3 separate regions of the Mus musculus genome follow, and regions 1 and 3 are each linked to region 2. The links are chromatin contacts, called in public Hi-C and HiChIP or PLAC-seq maps. All regions are on one chromosome and are shown on one strand. Each heading gives the region's core, a stretch centred on a gene start, on an enhancer-like site or on the middle of the called end of the contact. The rest is flanking DNA. Distances are from core to core; before and after follow the strand shown. Region 1 holds the start of Pcsk1 (proprotein convertase subtilisin/kexin type 1). Region 2 holds the start of Ell2 (elongation factor for RNA polymerase II 2). Region 3 has its middle 15 kb from the start of Cast.

The links. Hi-C and Micro-C count contacts between places; a contact is called where the count stands out from the background. HiChIP or PLAC-seq counts read pairs in DNA pulled down with a chosen protein or histone mark.
Region 1: a Hi-C map of cerebral cortex shows a contact between it and region 2, with 3 times the contacts expected there. The contact joins the promoter of Pcsk1 here to the promoter of Ell2 in region 2. A contact is called at or near these places in 4 of 39 promoter capture datasets (the C10 cell line, cranial neural crest, hippocampal neurons and 1 more), 1 of 484 Hi-C or Micro-C datasets (cerebral cortex) and 1 of 115 datasets of contacts at active chromatin or transcription factors (bone marrow-derived macrophages).
Region 3: an H3K4me3 HiChIP or PLAC-seq map of bone marrow-derived macrophages shows a contact between it and region 2, with 4 times the contacts expected there. The contact joins the enhancer-like site here to the promoter of Ell2 in region 2. A contact is called at or near these places in 2 of 39 promoter capture datasets (hippocampal neurons and liver), 1 of 115 datasets of contacts at active chromatin or transcription factors (bone marrow-derived macrophages) and 1 of 9 other capture datasets (liver).

Annotation. Positions count from the first base shown.
Region 1 is chr13:75,087,509-75,091,811 of GRCm38.p6, reverse strand. It overlaps Pcsk1 (proprotein convertase subtilisin/kexin type 1), which reads right to left and starts at 1,955. Exons shown (of 14, transcript NM_013628.3): 1 at 1,571-1,955. The coding sequence starts at 1,750.
Region 2 is chr13:75,705,792-75,710,403 of GRCm38.p6, reverse strand. Ell2 (elongation factor for RNA polymerase II 2) reads right to left here and starts at 2,920. Exons shown (of 12, transcript NM_138953.2): 1 at 2,607-2,920. The coding sequence starts at 2,753. 1700037F03Rik (a long non-coding RNA gene) reads left to right here and starts at 3,247. Exons shown (of 3, transcript XR_873683.1): 1 at 3,247-3,325.
Region 3 is chr13:74,820,247-74,824,909 of GRCm38.p6, reverse strand. No RefSeq gene overlaps it. Among named protein-coding and RNA genes, the nearest start is that of Cast, 15 kb to the right of the region's middle. Within about 2 kb of position 2,614, at least 46 of the 459 cell types and tissues checked have an H3K27ac peak or open chromatin away from gene starts, as enhancers often do. A contact at or near this core is called in bone marrow-derived macrophages, where this site is marked.

The sequences.
Region 1 (4,303 bases), core at 706-3,205, 620 kb after region 2:
CTCTCTCTCTTTGGTTCCCAAATGTTCAAGAATTATACACAATAACCAAACAATACGAAGCAGCTTTGTGTCTGTTTCCCCTGTAAACTATTTTCTATGCCTGGAGTGACTTCTCCAATCTTACTCACCATGTTCTTCTGGCAGCCTCAGACTTTACTCAACTCCTGTGTAGTAGATATTTTCCGTAGCTTTTTTTCATGCCCCCCCCCCAAATTCCCTTCTACCTTTCCCCCTTCTATCAAAAAACATGCTGAATTAAACCACCAACTACAACATCTCTCACACAAATTGCATTCAGGTCCATTGTCCTTAGCATGTCTTATCCTCCTTTTAGTCTTCAGTCCCTAAGGCACAGCCTGGAACTGTTCAGAAAGGCTCTGGGAATTTTATTGAGTTTCATGCTGGGTCTTTCAGGACCATTTAGCTCACAAAGTTAGAGAATGAAGCCTCTGGCTAGAGAAGGAATATTTCCTAGTGGATTTGATGTATGAAATAGACACTGCCTACGCCGATTACTCATCTGTGACTTCAGAGTCTCAATCACCACCTCCAGAATAGAAAACGCGCCAAAATGTTTTACAACTCGTTACTCCCTCCTCTCCCCCCTTAACTGTGGACAATTTCCCTGGCAATGGTGAGGGGTTTGACTCCATTTCAAGGGAAAGAAATGCTCAGATTAGAAATCACACCCTCTGTGATTCTCTTTTGGGACTGCTCTGCCAAGCAGACTCCAACTTAATGCTTCTGCGCACCCCTCCCCACCTGTCTGTTAATTCAGCATACACTTGGACAAATATCAGTTTATCTCATAACCCGAAAACCCCAGGAAATGTTTGTGCACACGGCCGAGGTACAAGACAGAAAGAGATCCTTTCCCCACAGTCATTTCTGCAACCAGACCATGCTAAGACACTGGCCATGCAAAGTTAGGAAGCTCAGACTTCACAAGTTATCAGGGAAAATCCTGAACTCCCCCACTGGCGATGCTCGGACTTTTTCCCCTACCTAATCCCCTTCCAGTTTCCCCTACAGATTCTGAACTACCACCACCATCACCTGACTGGGGAGTCACTAGTACCAGCAGCTGGGCGCGCCCTTACACTCAGGAATCTTCAAGCCTGCCTGTCCCCTGTTTTCAGTACTGGGAGCTGGTGCTGCCATATTGAAAAAGAAGGAAAGCGTCAGCTCTGGCCGCAAGCCTCCTGTGTCCCAGGGGACCGAGCTCACTTCCTTTCCCAAGATAGACGAGAGCCCCTGTGCACCTTCAAGTTCCCCGAACAAACGTAAAAGGCTTTTTATTTCATTTTCCAAACCTCGAGGAAGAGGATTTCAAGTCTAGAGCCAACAACAGAGAGAACAGTGTCGGCTGAGCAGCTTCCTCTTGTTTAGCGGCGCCCAGCCCAAACAGTAAATAATGCAAGCATTTCTCCTCTAAAAGCGCGAGCAGGGGGAGGATTCTCCGAGCTGCTTGCGACACTGGGCGCCGGGTAGCGCAAGCGGCTCCCACTTCACTTTAGCCCTACCAGAGTCCTTAAGCCCCAGAAAGTTTTTCGAAAGTGGAAACTCTTACCTGACCCAAAAGGTCATACCCCAGTTCTTCGGCGATGGCAGAGGCAGCTTCTTGCCCTCCGGGGATCTCCGCCGCCCATTCATTAACAAACTGCCTCTTTGCTTTTACACTGTTTAGTGCACACCAAACGCAAAAGAAGGCGAAAGCAGTACACTGCAGAGTCCAACCTCTTTGCTCCATGGCTCAAAACCTTGTTCTCACACAAGTAGGAAGGGCTGGGAGAAAAGAAGCAAGATCAGAGACACACCAGCTAGACTCGACCTTTCCACCCAGCAGCTTAAAACCTCTCCTGGCTCTGGGTTGCTCTACTAGAGCTAGAGGCTCACTGGGAGAGGCTGGGCGGCGAGAGCGAGCGCTCACTAAAGTGCTTCAGTCTCCCGACTGAGTGGAGCCCCAGCCTTACCAACCAGAATAGAAATGAGTGTTTACACGTCAAATCGACGAAAGCCATCTCTTGACGTCAGATCTACCTGGACTGAGAACTGGATGGTATTCCCGGCGGGGTGGAGAAGTGACTAAAATAGGCAGGGAAGGATTAAGAAAAGGAAAAGAAACTGGTGGGATCGGTCAGTTCTGCTGCCTGTTCATAAATACTGTAGCTGTGAGAAACATCTCCATTCTTCAAAGAGAACCGCCTCATTTGAATATAACTACCAAGATCCCAAGGCAGGAAGCACAACAATTACCCCTCACTCCCTACCTCCCACCCCCGCCTTCCATCTATTTTCTCTATCTTACCTTATATCTCCTATGAATGTGCCTGGTGATGATAGAATTCTTATAATGGTTCTTGAGTATCAGCATTTGTTATAAAACAGACACAATCTAGGACTCGTGTTTTGATCTTTCAGAGGCTGGGAGCAGAGGAGCGAAGCTACCTGATGCATTGTTTCAAATCCTGTAAGGAAATAAGCACTTCCTCTACACAGTGTTGAAACAACATTTTTATAGTGCGTTTTAAATCACTCGTAATTCCTCCTCTCTTGCTTCTGACCCCTACTAAAGCAGTTTCTAAAATTCGACCCCAGATCATTTGGAGCCCAGGGCCACCATCATTACAGTGTTTACATTAAAAAGGAGAAAAGGAAGACTGATTGATTAGCAACATGAGTTTTTAACATAGAAACATGTTTTAAATTTTCAACGAGGAGGTTCAGAGCCCCAAAGACTTTCATATCGACTCAGTGAGGGAGGTGGCAAGTTTCATTAACCCAGAACTTTCTATTTTTCCCTCACTGGAGATTTTAACTTTGGCACTGACTTGAAGCTGTGCTGGTACTTTCACATAAAATACAGCAAGAATCTTTGTGGAATACAGATTGCCCTTAGAGGGAGAATAAGAGAACGTCCCTATGCCCACCTTCGAAACAGCAATCATACTGCCTTGATGGACTCTAACTGGAGGGATTGAACAGAGGAGAGCAAACCCCAGCCTTTAATATTCAGCACCGATGTGTGGACAGCGATAATCTCAGTGCCTCTATGAAAGCCTTCTGAGCAGAAAGGGCGCTGCTGCCCTGGCCAGCTCTCAGCAGCTTTCTGTTTGACCTGGGTCTTTCCCTCCTTTGAACAGCAAACTAGGAAGCCTTAGTGGAAGTCTGATGAGGGTCATGATGGTTACTATGTGCATCTTGTTCACCGGGCCTACTTGGCAAGGAAAAGAAATTGAGAGGTGTATTTTTTTTTTCTGAAAAAGATTATTTAACCTCCTAAAGGGAGTGGGAGTGGAGGATGGGGGAGGGTGCATGGCATAAAGCAAGAAAAGGAAGACTACAGGGAAAGGGGACTACAACAAACAGAGAAAAGAAGCAAGAGATGGTCTCCACTATATGAAAACGAGGCAAGACTTGATGAAGGGTTCAGTAGGGTATGTGGGGGGGGGGGGGGCGCGGACACGTGTGTTTGTGTATACTGTATGTAGCCAGAACACAATGTTGGGTGTCCTACTCTATCACTTTTTGCCTTATTTCCCTTGAGACAAGGTCTCTCACTGAACCTGGGCTAGGCTGTCATTCAGCAAGCCTCAGTGATCCCCTGTTTCTGTCCTTCATAGCCCTGAGATTAAACCGGACCTAGTTTTTTGTTTGTTTGTTTGTTTGTTGTTTTTCAGGATGCTGGGATCTACACTCTAGCACTTAAATTTTTTTCAGTAGCATTGTGATCTTACTAGTTTTTATAGAGAAGGGAATAATTCAGATATTGAACAGAACCATGTTTCTATTATGGAATGCTCACCATGACTGCTCCCAACGCCCAGTGATTCAGTTAATGACTTATCGGATGTTTGGAAAAGAAATAAGTGCAAGGTTAGTGTTAAAGAAAGAATAAGTTCCTATGGTCATGACATCTGTTTGACCTTAGAAAGCAAATTTATAAAAACGTATGCTTCTATAAAATTAAATATGCAGCCTGAAATAATATGCAATTTGTTTACTACAAATTGAACAACCAAAAAGAACATTTCCAGACTTGGAATAATACTCTTCCAAGGTGTTCGGAAATAATTAAGAATGTTGAGGGAGGAGGATGGCTTCAGTACAGCCTGGGTAGCAAAACACAATGTTATTTATAAATAAAAATAGATGTCAATGAAATAACTTAGTTTAATATTTCCCAATATTGTGTCAATTTAAATGTTTTCTATGGGTAAAAACTACTACATGTTGATTCTGTAATTAAAGCAGAAGGTGTTTTGGAATAGGATATGTAGTAGAAGCAACATTTCATTAGTGG
Region 2 (4,612 bases), core at 1,671-4,170:
AAGGCTGAGTCAGCTCGTTCAACCCCACCCACCCGCAGCATGCCACATTTAGAAAAATGGAGACCCAGGGACTGATTCAATGTACTAATTTATATGCCAGCAGTGGAAAATGGGTGAAGACAGGAACAGGGACTAAGAACAGTTCAGAATAAAGCCACGGACTTCAGTAATTAAAACAAGCAACATTAAAACAGCATCTAAGCAGAGAGTTGACAGAGAAACAAGATTTGATATTCTGTCTCTGTTAAAATAATGACATATAAACAGAGGTGAGCTGGGCACTCTAACCTTAATTCCAAGTATGAAAACACCAGACAGAAATGAAGGCCATACAAAGATAAGAAAACAAACTCCCTTTCAGGGCCCCATTGGACACTGGGGTCGGGGGTGGTCTGTCACTTCAGTTATCCTGGGCAGCACCTTCTCTTTTCTTTAAGTGGACCTCTTCACCAATTCCCTGAACCAGTGTATGGTGAAATATCCCTGTTTAACTGTACAGTTTGCCTTTTGTTTCCTAAAGGGGGTGATCCCCATCCCCGCCCCGAACCCTCAGAGTTAACTTTCTACACCACTCTAACTCAGCCTCAGCCTTTCCATATCCCCAGGTCTGTTCTGTTGTCTTTTAATTGGGGGCTTGGCTCCTCTTCTTCCTCTCCTTATGTCCCCTTACCTCACTTCTTCCCACTGTCATTGCTTCCTATGCCCCTGGAACCCACAACCTTATCTCTCCATCTTGCAGGGCTGAGTTTCTCTGTCAGCCTTGGCCCCCCTGCCTTCCTGCCTGGCTTTCCCCAGATGGGCCTCCCACTTCATGCTGGTACTGGCCTCTTTCTTGCTTGTGAACCTGTCTGGAGAGTAGCTACTAGCACATTCAGTTTTGCTATTTGGATCTTTGTGTCTTTATTGGTGGCTCTACACTGCTCTCCAAGCCTTATTTGAGGTCTTCTCCCTGGGTGGAAGGTCTGTTTCTCCATATACTTGCACTCCTCCCTGTTGGCTTCCCCTTAATCTCCACAAAACGTGTCATTACTTTCCACCATATGCTTCTCTGTGCATAACACGTGCCCAATCAATTCTTTGGGAGCCTCTGAGAGCATATGATCTGGATCTTTCCTTTTCTGTCAGGTGAACTCATATACTCCCAAGATGTACACAACTGTTTATGTTCTCTCTGTGTGTGCATGTGTGTGGGAGCTTCTGGAAGCTCTGCTGGCCCAGGTTTCTGCTTCTCACGATGGCTCTGCCTAAGACTATTTTTCTCTGTATGCATTTAAAGTGCCTGGCACTAGTAGGAGCTCAACAGATGTTAGTTCTTTTTCCACTTTTATCTAAGTATGTGAGGTCCGAGTCCCTCTGTGCCTGTTTTATGAGACATATTGGAATATATTCTTTAGTAGGCACTGAACTTCTTGTTAGAAAATCCTGTGGGGTGTAGCTGTTTGTTTCTTTTCTCTGAACAAAATGCCCCTGGCTCTTCCATATGGTATAGTCTTTCCCTTCGACAACATGTCCACTTTCGTCTCCCTACTCCCCCACCCCCTTTTACATGCCCATAATCGGCTTCCTTATACCCCCATCTGGTTAAATTGTCATTACGGTGCCTTTCTGTGCGAAAGTTCCTGGGTTTGGACTCCAGCTACAGGGTATGTGCCTTGGAGCCTCTTCCTCTAGTGGAGTCAAGCGCTCAGAGTATGGGATGAGGCGGAGACCACAGGTTTCTCTCTCTGGGGCCCAGGAAAAGAGCAGAATCTCATCCAGTCAGCCGTCTGTCTCCCCACAACCTTCGGGCTCGCTCCTCGCCAACAGACAGCGAGCCAGCACAGGACGCGGAGCGCCTTTCGGCTACGCGGAGCTTCTGAGAATTCCTTTCCCCAGACCCGGCCGTCTTGTTTCAGGCTCTAGTTGATTTTGAGTCTTCTGGTGTCTCTCCCGGAGATGAGGTGTCGGTTTGCGGCCACTCGGTATGCGGTGTGTCTCCGGGAACCCAACCCACAGAGCTGGAGTCCCCGAGTCCCCGAGAGTGCAAGGTGTGTCCCCCTCCCCCTCCTCGCAGCGCCAGTGTCCCGGCCTTCCCGAGTACACCATGTACACTCTCGCCTGCAATAGGGGTGCCAGTGTCTCCGAGTCCCTGAGAGTACTAGTTATGTCTTCACCCCCACGGAGTGCCGCTGCCCCTCGCTCAGCGACTCAGCCATCCCTCCGCGTTTCCCAGAAAACTCTGACCGCTCGCGGCCTCCGACCCTCGCTTCTTTACTGGTAGCTCCGTGCGCCCCCTCCGAGGGTAAGGCGATCGCCACACTTCTCTCCCAAAGGACCCGGTTCCTCCTCCGGACCAAACAAGCCAGAAACCCCGCGGGCGGCTGTCGGAAAGTCCCGCAGCGGCCGCGCAGCCCCGGCCAGGCCGACCCCGCCACAAGGGGCCGCCCGCCCGCGCCCTCGATCCAGAGGCCCCGGACCGCGGCGTCGGCGCCCGCGGCTGGCCTCGTTCCCTTCGGCGGGTGCGGAGGCAGCAGCGGGAGCCAGCGCCCCACCGGCGCGGCGCCAGGCGCCCGGCAGAAAGATCAGTGGCCGCCGCCTCCCCGAGCGCTGCCCGGCCGGCCGCTCACCTTGTGGCTCTGGTAAGTCTCCAGCGCCCGGATCGCCGTCTCGGTGAGCTTCACATGCAGCACGGTGATGTTGTCCTGCCCCAGCCGCCCGCACGCCAGCCCGTACCGCTGCTCCTCCCGCAGTCCCGCAGCCCCCCCCGCCGCCATCTTAAACTCCCCGGGGTGCCACCGCGGACGCCGCTCGGGCTCCAGCCTCCACTGCGGCCGCGGCTGCTCGGGCTCCTGCAGCCGCCGCCACAGCTACGGCCATCCCGCTGCTGACGTACTGTCATATACTGCGCGCAGCTAGACCTCGGGCTTCCACAGCTGCGGGCCGCCCCACCCTCGAGCCCGCACCCCGCCCTGGACTCTGTTCATTGGTCTGAATCCCCACAGAGCCTCCCTCATTGGCTGCTCTTCACCTCAAGGGGGCGGGGCCCAAAGTCGCAGGAGTTTTGCTCTCAGGACGGGACGTCCGACAGAGGAGAGGTTGACGTCGGGGTGACGCGTCGAGTTAATCTTATCTGACGTCATGTCTCGTCTTGGCTCTCCTGCGGCGATTGGCTGGACCGATTTGGGGCAGAACCCTGCTAATTGGGTGTCAAGGTTACCAAGTGAGCCTAAGTCGGAGCCCCGCCCCTTGAGAGGTAATAGTGGACCGAACACATAGGTCAACCTGTTCTTGCGGTACGAAGTGAAGATCCCCATTCGGTAGGGGTGAAGGCAGGACAGATGACCAAGTACGGATTTTGTTTCCTGACAGCTGCACAAGCTTTGGGTCTTGATATGCTCTGTGGTGCAGACACCGTAGGCTGTCTCAAGAGAGCTTTTCCTTAAAAGGAAGTTCAGTACTGGGGTGGCACAAAGGTTTATTTATTTGTTTGTTTGTTTGTTTGTTTGTTTATTTTTAATTCCAGACTTGAAATTACCAAGTCAGCTGTAGTCTTCAGTAGTTGTGTGAGACTGTGTGGAAAACTTAAGCACAAAATTATACCAGTGCATTAAATGTGTTTTGAGTGGTGGTCATGATACAATAAATAGAGTTGGACCTTAGAGTCTTTCAAAATCAACTCATACATGTATGTGACTTCAAAGGAATAGAATATGCACTGGAGCTCATCATATGATCAGGGTTATGCCTTTTTATGGGTCATGGGGAAACCATACTGTTCGGGGTTTCTTCTTTCAAAGGCCCTTGAAGAGTATAACTGACCTTGAGGTAGGTAAAAAGAAACAATGATACCACCCATTCTCTGAGTCTTCTTTGAGATCTGTGTCTTTCATTGGTTTTATTTAGGCTAGGAGGTCTTACTGAGTTTAAATGGAGGAGGTAGAGGCCAAAGTGTAAGGAGGCTTGGCTTAGTTTCCACTTCAGTTTACACTGTGTGTGGGCATGGCTAAAGGAGGGTGCCTACAGCAATCCTCTTTAAGCTGTGTGCGGATAGACTAGATAGGTTTCCCCTGAGAAGGTCAATTAATTGGCTGATCAGAAACACAAGACAAAAAGCAAACAATTGCCAAGTTGAGGCTGGGAGATTGACTGTGGAAGGTAGGTTCTAGGCCCGCCTGGGCTTCAAACCAAGCCCTGTCTCAGAAAACAAGAGCAAAAACTAAACAAACAAACAAACAAGTGAAAGATTTAAAAGCAGGGATAGGCACTCTGTACAAATATCCCTTTTTGGCCGGGCGTGGTGGCACATGCCTTTAATCCCAGCACTCGGGAGGCAGAGGCAGGCAGATTTCTGAGTTCAAGGCCAGCCTAGTCTACAAAGTGAGTTCCAGGACAGCCAGAGCTATACAGAGAAACCCTGTCTCGAAAAACCAAAAAAAAAAAAAAAAAAGAAGATATCCCTTTTTGTTTTAAAAATCGAGACATTCATTATTGTAAAGCCCTACCATCGTCTTTCTGGATTTTTTTTTTTTTTATAGATATTTACATGGTATTTTTCTAGCTTTTAAATACAATTTGGGCTATAATTGCCTTTAATTCTATATTCACCCCACACCTTAGTAAATCCCCCCTTTTC
Region 3 (4,663 bases), core at 1,365-3,864, 890 kb after region 2:
ATACAGGAAAATGTGGTTTATTTACACAATGGAATACTACTCAGTTATTTAGAATGATGACTTCATGCATTTTGGAGGCAAATGAACTAGAAAATATCATCCTTAGTGAGGTCACTCAGCCCCAAAAGGACATGCATGTTATGTACTCAGTAATAAGTGGATATTAGCCAAAAAAGTGCAGAATACCCAGGATACAATCCACAGAACTCAAGGTTAACAAGCCCAAGGATACAAGTGAGGATGCCTCAATCCCACTTGGGAGGAAGAAGAAAACAATCACAGGAGGGGAGACAGAACAAGAGTCCTGGGTGGTAAAGAGGACAGGGGAGGAAGAGGGGGAACATGAGAAGGTATTGTAGGGGCCAGCAGAAAAAATGGAAACAGGCAACCTTGAGAGGTAGGAGATGAGGGAACCCTCTAGAATATACCAGATACCTGGGAGGTAAGAGACTCTCAGAACTCAAAAAGAAGGACCTTAGATGAAACGCCCTATAGTGGAGAGAGAAAACTTGTAGAGTCCACCTCCAGCAGAAAGATAGGGCATCAAGTGAAGGATGGAGTTGCCATCTCACAGTCAAACACTCTAACCCAGAATTGTTCTTGTCTAGAAGAACAGCAGGGACAAAAATGGAAAGGTCCCTAAGGAAAAGGAGGTCCAATGACAGACCCAAAGTGAGATCTAACTCTAGGGGAGGCCCCAAGGCCTGACATTATTACTGAGACTATGGAATGCAGAAAGGATCCTATCATGAAAGACCCTACAAGCAGTTGAATGAGTCAGATGCAGACACTTACAACCAACCAATGAACTGAAGTTGGAGACACCCTGTGGCTGAATTAGGGAAAAGCTGGAAGAAGTTGAGGAGGGCAACCCCATAGGAAGACCAGCAGTCTCAACTACCCCAGACCCCTGAGATCTCCCAGCAGGAGCCACCAACCAGGCAGCATGCACCAGCTGATATGAGGTCCCTGACACATATACAGCAGAGGACTGCCTGGCAAGGCCTCTGTGAGAGAAGAAACGCCTAACTTTTAAGAGACTTGAGGCCCCAGGAAGTGGAGAGGCCTGGTGGGGTAACGGAGTAGGGACATTGTTTTGGAGAGAAGAGAGTAGGAATGTGATGAGGAACAGCAAAAGGGCAGAACAGGAGGGAGATAATGACTGAACTGTCAAAAAAGATTTAATAATAATATGAAGAAGAAGAAGAAGAAGAAGAAGAAGAAGAAGGAGGAGGAGGAGGAGGAGGAGGAGGAGGGGGAGGAGGGGGAGGGGGAGGGGAAGGAGGAGGAGAAGGAAGGAGGAGGAGAAGGAAGGAGGAGGAGCAGGAGGAAGAAGGAAGAAAGAAGGAAGAAGGAAGAAGGAAGAAGAAGAAAAGAAGAAAGAGGAGGAGGAGGAAAGAAAGAAAGAAAGAAAGAAAGAAAGAAAGAAAGAAAGAAAGAAAGAAAGAAAGAAAGAAAGAAAGAAAGAAAGAAAGAAAGAAAGGAGGAAGGAAGGAAGGAAGGAAGGAAGGAAGGAAGGAAGGAAGGAAGGAAGGAAAGAAAGAAAGAAAGAAATGTTGGGAGCCGCCCCCACATTCGCCGTCACAACGCGTTTAAGAAAGAAAGAAAGAAAGAAAGAAAGAAAGAAAGAAAGAAAGAAAGAAAGGAAGGAAGGAAGGAAGGAAGAAAGGAAGGAAGGAAGGAAGGAAGAAAGAAAATTAGATGAATTTCTTTGGTCAAAGTGATTCATAGAAATTAACTCATACAAATCATTTTATGACAGAAATAAAATTAATAGTTTCTTTTTTTTCTAATATCTATATCCAGTTCATTACCTCCTACTGAAAACAAAGTTGTCATCTTGGGGCTAGAAAGGTATCTCAATGATTAAAGGCAATTGTTACTCTCTGAGAGGAAGGACCTGGGTTCAATGTCTAGCACCCACATGGTGTTTCACAACCATCCATGACTCCAGCTTCATGTCATATAATGTCTTGTTCTGACCTCCTTGGGTACCAGGTATGCATGTAGTGCACAGACATAGATGCTGGCAACACACTCACACATATAAAATAAATAAATAATCTAAATCTAAGTCTCTCTCTATTTTCATAATTAATTATAGGAAAATTTATATTATACATATTTGTATATGTGCATACATATATAATCTGAATTTTTATATGTCTATTGCCAACAAAAATTCAATTTTATATATATGGGTGTATATATATATGTGTGTATGTGTGTGTATGCATATATATGTATATATGTATATATATTTATATGTGTCTGGCCTTCATTTCTTCTTTCAAAGACTTCTTCCTTTCCTCTCCCTTCCACTTCCCTTCCTTTTCCTCCTCATCTTCTCCCCTTCTTCCTGTCCCTCCTTCCCTCCTCTTCCCTCCCCCCCCCCCCGCCCCCTGCTTTTTTTTTTTCCTTACAGATTTCCCTCATGCATCTTAGACTGACTTCAAACTCCATCTTCCCGGTCTCCCAAGGGCTGGAATTGCATGCACACACCAACACAAGCCTGTTTGGAGAATATCCAGAAGGCCTTCAGAGTGGGTGATATGCTCAACAAACCACATTCCTCCATTGTAAAGAGAGAGAGAAAAAAATCCCGTGGTTGATCATCAGTGTGACTCACCACAGACTTCCAACACCACACCCAAACACAGCACTGTAGAAGATCTGGTTAGACCTGACTCAGAAAATAAAATCATCATGAGTAAAACTGTGTTTCAGTGTCTGCCAAATGGCACTTCTCTCTCGTGTTTATAGTAGTCTGTATTCTTCTTGCAAATCATTTCATATTACATGTATAAGTTTTTACTTATTTTATTTAAAATTATTAAAAAATATTGTTGTTTGGGATACTGGGTTAGAACCTTGTACATGCTAGGCAAGTGTGCAATCATTGACTTTTATCCTGTGTCCTTGGGTTTGCTTTTTTTTCTTCTTTTCCTTTCTGTGTCAGGTTCAGATTACTACATGAAGACAATTACATGAAGACAACGTGCTGAAGAGAGGCTTTCTAATGGCCTACATGTCACAGTTCTTTTTATTAAGAAAAAAGTGTCACTTTAGACAAAGACAGTTTGGTCACATGAATAATCTTGATTTTTTTAAGTCAATTTAATAATAATAAAAATGTATTTTATAAATGTGTAAGTATAAAAGTGAACAAATTCAAAACAAACGTATTATATCCATTAATTTCTAGAGATGACAATGGGCCTGCACAGACACCATTTTGAATTTCTGCTTAATTTCACTCAGATCCTTCCTTATTAATTTATATTTATTTATTTATTTATTTATTTATTTATTTATTTTGGAGTGGACAATCAGCTGTCCACCATCCTATTCCTTCCCCAACTTACATTTGCTTTGAACTCACCCAAACAGGTCTACTTTCTACAATGGGTAGTGAAAACTAGATAAAGAAAAACATCTCCAGGTGGCAGGAACTGTGGCAGGAAGCCAGACCTGGGCTTCATTATAGGAACTGAAGACCAGGAACCCAGCCTCTACAACAAGAACCATCAGGCCTCCAAGGAAAGGGAAGGGAGTGGGAATGGAGCACTTAAGCATTCTCACAGCCCTCTGCTGTGCCACACTGCTTTATGGAAGGCCAGTTGCACTCAGAAGCCATTGATTGTGAGAAGCGTTTTATAGCTCTGAAATAATCTTCCTGGTTTTCGTTTGAGCTAGTTACTTAAGAACTAAAAGCGCCAACACATTCAGAGAATAACCAAAATACATATAAAGTATGCAAATCAGTTCTTGATAGATTGTTCTAACTTTTCTCTTACATTGTCCTCATGAAGAAAAAAGATTCTATCCTGCAGCAAATCCTTATAATTTGTTCAAATAAGTACACCATAAAGTTTCATAAAACAAATCTAATCTTCATTACTTATTGTCAAGTAAAAGCATACTAATGTAAAATATGCCCTACAAATGTGCAAATATAAATGGGAAAATTCTAAAAAGACCATAAAAATAAGGATTATGAAAAATGCCTTTTAATACACAGTGATAGTTTCTGACTCAGCTTTATTTCAGTCTGGAACATACAACAGGAAGTCTACCTGTGTCTCTGGTAAAGTATTCAATATGGTTTTCTTTTCTTTCCTTTTAAAAGAAATTGACTCAACGTTGAAAATATTGGCTTACAGAAATAAATTACTCAAAATGATGATGATGGCAGGCCATGCTTAAGTTTTATATTCTATATGTCTGTTTTCCTTCCATCGTTATCTGTCACCCTCTCTATTTCTCTCTTTATTTACTTGTTTCTTTGTTTGTTTCTATGTTGTTTTAGTTATATTGATCTATACATAGATCAAGCTGACCTTGAATTCACAGAGGTTTGATTCCTAAGTACTGGGATTAAAATTGCCAATAGTGACCCATTAAATTTTACAATATACTGGTTGTACCCTGGCTTTAAAAGCATTGGGTCAACGATGTTATTAACTACCTACCACAAAGACAGCTAAGGAAAAGCGAGGGCATTTCAAATTATCACAAGCAATATCCAAGCTCTAATCTAGACCACTCTGGTTTTAGAAGCTCTTCCCATTGGAAACCCCTCTTCTCCTTTGTATTGATTGCATTGATTTAAACTGCTACTTTGGAGATAGGGGTAGGGTTGTCAATGTACCCCCCATCCAAA